Regions from separate parts of the Anser cygnoides genome. Here region 2 is linked to region 1. Evidence: chromatin contacts called from public Hi-C data. All regions are on one chromosome and are shown on one strand. The core of a region is the stretch at or near the end of the contact, and the rest is flanking DNA. Distances in the headings are between cores, read along the strand shown.

Evidence for each region. Hi-C and Micro-C count contacts between places; a contact is called where the count stands out from the background.
Region 2: a Hi-C map of liver shows a contact between it and region 1, with 2.7 times the contacts expected there. The contact joins the promoter of NFIB here to the enhancer-like site in region 1. A contact is called at or near these places in 3 of 7 Hi-C or Micro-C datasets (granulosa cells and liver).

What each region holds. Positions count from the first base shown.
Region 1 is chrZ:54,502,519-54,506,985 of Taihu_goose_T2T_genome, reverse strand. All of the region lies in intron 2 of NFIB (nuclear factor I B), which reads left to right. Among named protein-coding and RNA genes, the nearest start is that of NFIB, 84 kb to the left of the region's middle. Within about 2 kb of position 1,980, at least 3 of the 3 cell types and tissues checked have open chromatin away from gene starts, as enhancers often do. A contact at or near this core is called in liver, where this site is marked.
Region 2 is chrZ:54,587,287-54,591,751 of Taihu_goose_T2T_genome, reverse strand. It overlaps NFIB (nuclear factor I B), which reads left to right and starts at 2,713. Exons shown (of 12, transcript XM_048049797.2): 1 at 2,713-3,064. The coding sequence starts at 3,035.

The sequences.
Region 1 (4,467 bases), core at 731-3,230:
GCATGAAAGTGCAGAATTTCATGCTAACATACAGTAGCCTTTATCCTTGCTTGCTGACCTGACATCAGATTGGTCAGCTAAAGTGAAACCTTGGAATTTGAGCCTGAGAAGACTTTTTTTTTTTTTTTATTCCTTAACAAATTAACAGAAATGTATTTTCTTATGCACTTTAAATATTTCTTACAGTCCAGTGAGGTAAAAATGAGAAATGTGGGGAGTTTCACTAAACTAAGTACTTGGTGTTTCCATGGGGAAAATGACCTGTATTTGAGAAAATTACATTATTTTGTAAGGATAGTGTTTTACATGCAGGAGATTAACCATGACAGATTATTTGGCAAATGCAAGTGGCAAAGAAGGTGTCCCTGTGCGTATCTGAGTGATAAAATGTTTTGAACATAATTGCTTGGTAGCTGTTTTTTTTTTTTTCTTTTTTTTTTAGAGGGCAGTTTAAAGGTGTACTTATTAAATATTAATAGAAGAGGGACCAATTGAAATTGCATGCCAACGCAGTCTTCATGCTCTTTGGAACCTTAACCCCAGCTCACTGGTACTTCCAAGGACACCAGCATTACATAGCTGTGTGACTTTGACCCTGATTACTAATTAAACAGAAGGTGAAAGTCCCCAAATTCAGGAGCCTATCGAGTGGACAGAACTAGCACAGTGAATGTCCTTTGTATTTACAGGGACAAAGATTTGCTCAATAGGGTAGAACAGCTTAGAGATGAAATATATGTTTTATAAATAACCGATTGGGCCTTCTGAAGTCTTCTGAGGCAGCAATGCAGCCACAGAAAACAAGCAGCTCATGGGTCAGTTGACTAGCATTTTCATAAAACGGTTCTGTTCAGATGTTACTGTATAAAGGTAGGGAAGTTCAAAACAGAGAATAGACAGGGGGAGCACCCACAAGGCCAGCTTTCTATTCCCATAATGTCTGTGAGTGAGTTTGAGATTCTTCTAATGGCCTGTCTTCTGTGGAACCAACTTCTTACTCTCTTTTTAATTGCAACTGATGATAAAATCCCTGTAGAGTTCTATAAATTTTTAAAGAAAATTCAGTGGAAGTGTCACAATACACTCAAGTATCCCCTGTCATTACCCAAACTACATGGTAAAACACACTTGAGGAACTGTTGAGTGAGCAATAAGAAAACAGTGATCTTTGCTGAAGTTTCAAATGTCTCTGCTGCAGTCAAGGCTGGTTATGATTACAGAACAGTAAGTAGGCCCAAACAGTCCCTCCATTTTATTTGATTTAATGATGGTCATAGTGAAAGAACATTCTCCCATCTTTGTTATTCAGGCTTAAGACAAAACAGGCAAGTCTTCCTGGTTCTTGCTAAGAGTAGGGAAGACAGAGTGGTCCCTAGCAAATCAGAGAGGCAGGCATTGCAAGGACAAGATGTGTGGAATGATTTTGTACCTTGTTGCTGGCTGCTTGGAAAAGAGATTTGCTTTAAAAGCAGGCAAATGCGTTCAGCATGAAGGATGTCTCAGGTGCTTGGGACTCCACCAGCGCCTGGCGACAGAGTGCAGAATAGCTGTGCTTTGCAAAGATCTCAACGTATGTGTTGCTGGCACAGGGCGAGAGTATTACGATTCATGCATAATTTAAAACAATAAAATTTCGCTTCCCTTCAGGAAACCCATTCTCCCTCCTCTTCCCAGTGGTCCTTTTTTCCCAGTGCTCCCTGCAGCCAGTCTGCTTTCCCACTGCCTCCCTCTTCCAGTGTCCTGGGAGCACGGTACCACGAACCTGTGCTGCCAGGTCCTGCGTGTGAGGGGAAGCTGAGTTCTCTGCTTCATTTGAGACAATCAGGCAGTTTTAAAACCAGCTTTGGCTTTTGCCCTTCGCACAGGACGACACTAGGTCGACGACATTTCAGGATAACTGTTTGGCAGCCATTTTAGATACTGCCTGCGCTGAGAGCTTTCTGGCTGCCAAAAATTGCAGACGCTCTGTGCCAAAACACTCTTGGCAGTAGAGATAAACTTTGTAGAGATACACAGTCCAGAAATATCTTATAATTACAAAGCGCAGGGGGCAGAATGTTTTTACAATACAGCTGTGCTAATGTAAACATTTAATTTGGCAGCCTTCTCCACCCACTTTTCAATTAACCGGGTTTATGCAGATACTTTAGGTCTGTAATAAACTTTATTGCTACTTCTCTTAGAGTACAGTTTATGAAACACAGATCTGAAGTATTTTGGGGGCTTTCTATCCATTTAGTAAGGCACATTGAAAATGTTAGGCTGTCATAAAGGGGAAGTGTCAATTCCTGTTTTAAAATGCCTTAGCTCTGGCTTCACTAAAAGCCTTTGCTTTAAAAGTATATATTAATTGGGGCCTGTCTCCTTTGGTTTCTCCCAAAGCAAGTAACAGGATATTAATAGAAAGAAATGAAATCACTTAAAGACCTACAAAAGGACATTTGTGTTGGTGATCATTAGAAAAGACAAATGTTCCCAGCCTCACAGAATGCTGTTATAGAGAACAGCTCTGAACAGCAGTTCTTATGAATGTAATTGCAATAATTGTGTGATAGCTGTGATAATTGTTCTTACAGAGTAAAAGAAAAATAATTTTGTATCATGAGCATTATTCAGCCTCAGACATGCGAAAAGGAGCCAAAAATCTATTTCTGCAAACTTCAGAACATTGGAGGTTACAGGATTTCATAATAAGATGAGTTAATAGATTTTGTGAAACTGGTTAATGTTTTATAATATAAGAAGACACATTAGGTAATATCTTTCTACTCAGTATCAAATACATTAAAGTAAATCTTTGTAATCCTTTTGCATTTTGCTGGAGTGAAAAGGTTCAGTGAGAATTTGAAAGGCCAAAATATTGATTCCTTCTTAGCGTTCAGGATCTTATACTCCTGTAGTGGATTTATAGCTCTTGGTATGGAGGATTTGTATTCAGGGTTTAAGCAAAAAAGTGTTAGCTGAGTAATGGATTTAGATTAGCATGTTCTCCAGGGATGATTCATATTTCAAAGGATCGGTTCAGCTTGGACAAACTAAGGAGTATGGAAAGACTGCATTGTTTTGGAAGTGTTTTGAGACTTCTGTAGTCATGAAATTTGGACTAGCATGCAAGCAATTGCTATCTTGTATGCTTTCATTTTGGCATTGGTATTTCTAGGCCAAGCCACTTGCTTTTGTTGATAATTGTGCTGTAGCAGCAGCAGAAGAAAGGCTGTTGGTTGTCTCACAGCAGCATAGAAGATGATTTCTGCCTCACAGAGCGTTCAGTGTTGGTTTGCACACATGTAGGGCAAGGAAGTGGTAGGATGGTGCAGGCTGATGACTAGTAAAGAGCACCTAAGTGCCTTTACTTGTTTTTTTCAGTTAAAGTGCAGAAACATGATTGGGACTGGGTCAAGGATTTTAACTTCTGGCTTCAATGAGGAAAGGAAAGATAAGGAAGTAAGTATAAGGGACAGCATTTGTGAGCATTGTTGAAGGCATAGTTTACCAGGAGGTTTTTAAATGGGTGCGGTACAGCCCAAAAGCTGTATGAAATGAAATTAACTACTTGAGTTTTCATGAATAGAAAGTTTGATCTAAATGTGAGTGAAAGGATATCAAAAACCAACCAACCAACCAACCAACAACAAACAAACAACAACTACTTCTTCTTTTAGTCTGGAGAAGAGGAGGCTCAGGGGAGACCTTATTGCTCTCTACAACTACCTGAAAGGAAGGTGTGGGGAGCTGGGGGTCAGCCTCTTCTCACAGGTAACTAGTGATAGGACTAGACAGAATGTCCTCAAGTTGTGACAGGGGAGATTTATTTTGGAAATTAGGAGACATTTCTTCCCAGAAAGAGCAGTCAGGCATTGGAACAGGTTGCCAAGGGAAGTGGTGGCGTCACCATCCCTGGGGGTCGTTTAAGGAAAGGTTGGACGTGGTGCTTAGGGACATGGTTTAGTGGGTGACATTGGTAGTAAGGGATGGTCAGACCAGGTGGTCTTGGAGGTTTTTTCCAACCTTAATGATTGATGATTCTATAACAACAACAACAAAAAGAGACTTTTCCATTTGATTTGCCCATTCCTATTTTTCATTGAAGTGAATTAATTTTAAATGTCTTTTTTCAATAAATGCCTCTTTTTTATAATAGATATCAAATAAATGTTATTAAGTTAGTAAGTACTACGGAATAGCAACAGGCATTAACTACTGTATTAAAAAACTAATTGAAGAAAGTCAGCTAAAGCAGTAACTACTTATGCTAAGGTCTAGTTACGAGGATAATTCTGTCTCTACTGCTATAACCTGTTAGGTTACAAAGATTGTAAGGGAGGGAACACAGTTCATGGATGGGATCCCACAGAACTGATTATTGCAGAAAATCAGAATATCTTCTTGTCTCTCCTGATCGCAAGAGTTTTTCTTAGACTCCTACTGTAGGAAAAGGTAATTGCTTTTAATTGATTAATTGTCTCC
Region 2 (4,465 bases), core at 1,464-3,963, 84 kb before region 1:
CTGAAACTCTGCTTTAGGAAGTATATCAGTGGCATAACTGGCCTTTCTACTTTTTAACGTCATTATCTCTGAAGTTCAAGGGCAATGCCATTTCCCAGCATCTGATAACGTTTGCGAACATTGTCTGTGACTGAAGGAGGTGAAAACAATTTCAGTGCAAGTCCAGGGTACTAAAATCTCTACTGCCAGCTAAAAACTGCTCCAAAAGAGCTAGGGTGGGTGGTGAGGATCAAGACCATCTGTCCCAGGGTTGATGTGAGTAAGGACTTGGAGGCAAATGGACAGCTTTTGCACAAGGTCTCTGTGCAAGCCTAGGCCCAGACGCTACAGCTGCTGTCACAACCCGCACCGTGCCCACCTTGCCTCCTAGGGGACGTGCAGGAGAGGATGGTTCTGGAGCCCCGTTGGGCAGGCAGCTCCATTCCCCTCAGCATGCCTTCAGGTGTGGGGCCTGCTCCGTCTTGTCCCAGCAGCACCACCACAGGCTGCAGCGCTCGGCTCCCCATCCCCTCCTGGTCTGCTTTGGGTTGGGATGCAAAAGGGCTCCCACCCGTGGGGACACAAACCCAGCCTCTCCGTGACTTCCCCTTGCAGAAAGCGCCCAGCTTGGTGTCTTCCCTACCTCACTCCTTGCTCCATTTGCTTTGTTGCCCTCGTCTTTCCTCACTGCCAGGACTCTGCCAAGCATTTCTTGCTGTCAGTTTCTGCCTCAAAGCTGGCCCTTGGCCTGGACCTGAGAGGATGTGGGGCCTCCTGTGAACCCTGCCTGGGGAAGGGCAGGCTTCTGAAGCCTCTGCAGCTCTCAGGGCAGCCGACGTGGGGCTAGGGTCTCACCTTGGTCCTCGTGGAGGAGTGTGAAGGAGGAGGGGGTTGGGGAGGGCTTATTGTGGCTTTAGATCAGGTCCGCAATAACGGCTTGTTGTGTAAGAGTTCAAGCGCTCAGAGAGGTGTGTTCAAGGACATCAGTGCATTTGTGCCAAGGGGAATGTCTTTTATGGTAAATTAACTCCAGTTAAATTGAATATTTATTCAAAGGGAAACTCCGGTATTTAAAGCTGGCGTTATCAGCTTTTTGCAGTGTCTGGGTGAAGGAAGAGATGATAGGATTTGGGGGGTATTCTCCACCAGATAGGAGAATAAATGTGCTCGCTGTCGTTAACCCCGAATTTGCCTCATCCTTTCCCGCCCGAGTGCGTGCTCTGAACTTGTCACTTATTAATGTGGTCTGCGGAAAGGAACAACCGTGGGTGCCGGCTGAACCCTGCAAATCCGAGGGGACTCTGCAAGTGCAGCCAGAGTCCGAGGTGCGGGGCGGACCCCGCAAGGGTTAATGCGCTGGGCTCTAGCTGTTTCCTTTGACATTACCTGTCTTGCACGGGCTCTCTCTTTCCCCCGCCCTTCCCCCTTCTCCTTTTGGTTTGTAAATTTATGTGAATTGCAGCTGGTAGACTTGGCAAGCTCCCCTCATTAAGAGCCCTCTTTGAAAATGGGCTGTGTTTGAGCATTTCCCTAATGAGGACAGGACGGGGTTAAAAAGTGACCATTTCATGGTTGACTTGAACCTGCCTACTTTCCTTGATGTGTCGTCGTGAGATGCCTGGCGTGAATAAACTCTCACTTTGGGAAAGAGGAAGCCCGTGGTCCCTCCAGGACACCGCAGAGCCGCCACCGGCAGAGGCAGCGCCGGTGCCGGGTGGAGGCACACGCCGCGTCCCCAGCCCCGCCGTGCATTCAGGGGCACACCGGGCAAGTTCCCTCCGCCGAGCCTCCTGCCTGGCCAGAAAACGCGTCCCGGGGCTGCAGCTCCCTCGCTGCCGCGGGGGCCGAGGTCGTACCCCGAAAGGGGGAAGGAAAAGAACCCCCCCGCAGACGGCAGCCCGATCCCCCCCAAATCCCCACCCCGTGCCCCCCTCCCTCAGCCGCCGCCGCAACTTTTTTTTCCCACCGGAGAGGGAAGATGAGGGATGTTTGCAAAACGTGCTCGTTCCTTCTGCGGCGTTAGGTGGTGATTAATAAAGAGGGAGGGCAGGGGAGGGGGATCCGGTGGACAAGGAATGTGTTCGCAGGAGGAGGAGTGTAAGGGATGATTGTGTAATTAAATAATTACAAAAAAAAAAAAATACTTAAGTCTCATTTGGGGAGGGAGCTGGAACGGGGTCCAGAGGGTGTAACCGGTGAATTTTTCAACTTCCAAGTTTTGAACAGTGAGAGGAAAAGCCAAGGGGGAGACTGCGCGCGAACAAATAGGGAGGGAGAGCGAGGGAGAGATTTATCGTTTGAATTTTCAAGAGATCATTTTTATTATAGTGGGCGTTTGGAAAGCAGTCTCTTAACATTACCCACAGAGAGCGGGAGGGAGGGCGGAGGGAGCGGATAGGCAGAGGGAGCAGGAGGCAGCGGCAGCCGCGAGAGGAGCCCGGAGATTGCGCGCTGCGGAGCTTTTCCGCCCTTGGGGGACGCACACGCTCGCTCCGGCTCGCTCCCGCACACATGGTCGCTGCCGTGCAAAGTTTCGCCTGCCATCGCTCCGGGATTTTCCTGCGCCGCTCCGGGCTGTAACCTTGAACTTTCGAGAGCGTGGTGACAGTGCCATAATAACCCACCATAACCCACCACCAACTTCTTAAAAAAAAAAAATAAATAAAAGAAAAAAAAAGCCAAACAAAAAAAATCCTCCCGCCCACCCCCCACCCCCCCCCCGCTCGAGTCCTTCCCCCCTCATCTGCAAAACAACCAGCAGCAGCAGCAGCAGCAGCAGCAAAACCAAGACTCCTGCGCCGCCGACAACAAGAGGGTTAAAAGTGTAGATTGGATTTCACCCCGGGAAATCTAGCACACGGAGTGAACTTGAATCTTTGGCTATTTAAGGAGGAACGGGGTTTGTTGTGAAGTTGTGATCCAGGGCAGAGCCCCGTCCTGATTGATTTCATCTTCCTTGAGTCTCAGATGACTGTAAAATGAATAGATGAAATTATTCCTTTTTTGAGGCTTTTTCTTAGGGGCTCTCCGGGCAGCGTGGTCTCAAAGCGAAGTCATGATGTATTCTCCAATCTGTCTCACTCAGGTATAGACACATTTTGTTTCATTTCATTTATTTATTCGTTTATTTACTTATTTTCACGTGCTTTTTTATATTTGTGTGAGTTGTTAATGAGTCATTGCTAGTAGTGGTAACGGGTTAACGCGCAGTTGTAACTGCTTGTCAGATCCAAACTCCTCTCGCAGGAGGGGAATACTGGAGGATCAACTGTACCAGGCCATTGTTTTGGGGAGATCCATTCAAAGTGTCACTCGGAGACAAATGCTGTTAATTGCTAGTGCATAAGGAGTCAAAGGTTAACAGAATGGAAATGAGAGTAATTACGCTAAAAAGCAGGTTCGAGAAGTATTGATTTGATTGGAATCAAACGCTCCGCGGTCTTTTCAGCCCGCCGGCGTACGCGGAACCTAACGAAAGCCTTTAAAAGGAAAAGTGCTGTTTTTGACCGAAAAAAAAAAAAAAAAAAAAGGCAGTGAGCGCGCTCTTGGCGCGAAGTGATCCCGTCTTAGGCTTAATTAGCGGCGCGCAGCCTGCCAGCGGCGGGGGCGAGGGGGACGCGGCTGCCTCCCGGGCGCGCAGCATCCGCGGCGGAGCGCGGGGCTCACCGCGGGGCTCACCGCGGGGCTGGCCGCCGGCAGGCAGCGGGGGCAGCGGGACGGGGCGCCGCGGGTCCCGGCCGGGGTCCCCCCGAGCGGGTTTGGGGTCTGGGGGCCGCGAGGTGCCCGGCCGCGACCGCCGAGGGGAGGTCGCCGCCGGGGCTGCGCTGGGGAGGGGGCGCCCGGCCGGGAGATGGAGGGGGGGGGGGGGGGGGGGTGAAACGCCGTGGGCAGAAGGCAGAGGATAGTTTTGAGAAGCTTTTGTGAAAGTCTGTCTTAGGAGGATGTGATGTAAACTGATTAAGCGATAGCGGCTTGCTTCCACATTGGCGCAACAAATAGCTAAAGAAGGCGAAAACGTGCGAAAGTGGCGTCTCGCGCTGTACGGTAATTAAGCGGGCAGCGACGCGCTTATAGCTGCACGGCGAATAAATAAATGCGATTTAAGTTATTCGACAATTAGAAAGCATTGTAATTCAAAAGGACTGAAGTATTCATAAATTGTGAATGAAGATGGAAACAACGATAAGGCTTATTCAGTGATTGGATGCAGTCCTGTAGCTTTTTGGCTGACACATTTTTTATTGTTTATATTTTGTTTGGCATCTAAGTGTGATTGACTTAGATATGGATATTTTCAGCAAGTAAACCTGAGCGTGAGCGGAGCAAAGCTGGAAAAGTTTGCTGTAGAAATATTTCTTCCTCAAAAGAAAAATTACTGCATGTGGCAAGCATTTTGTCTAGCAGATACACGTACGCTTGCGGGTACACAGAGAAATAATTGCTTACCTTCAATTAGCAAAAATCAATTCTGTGTGGCCTGTCCGTC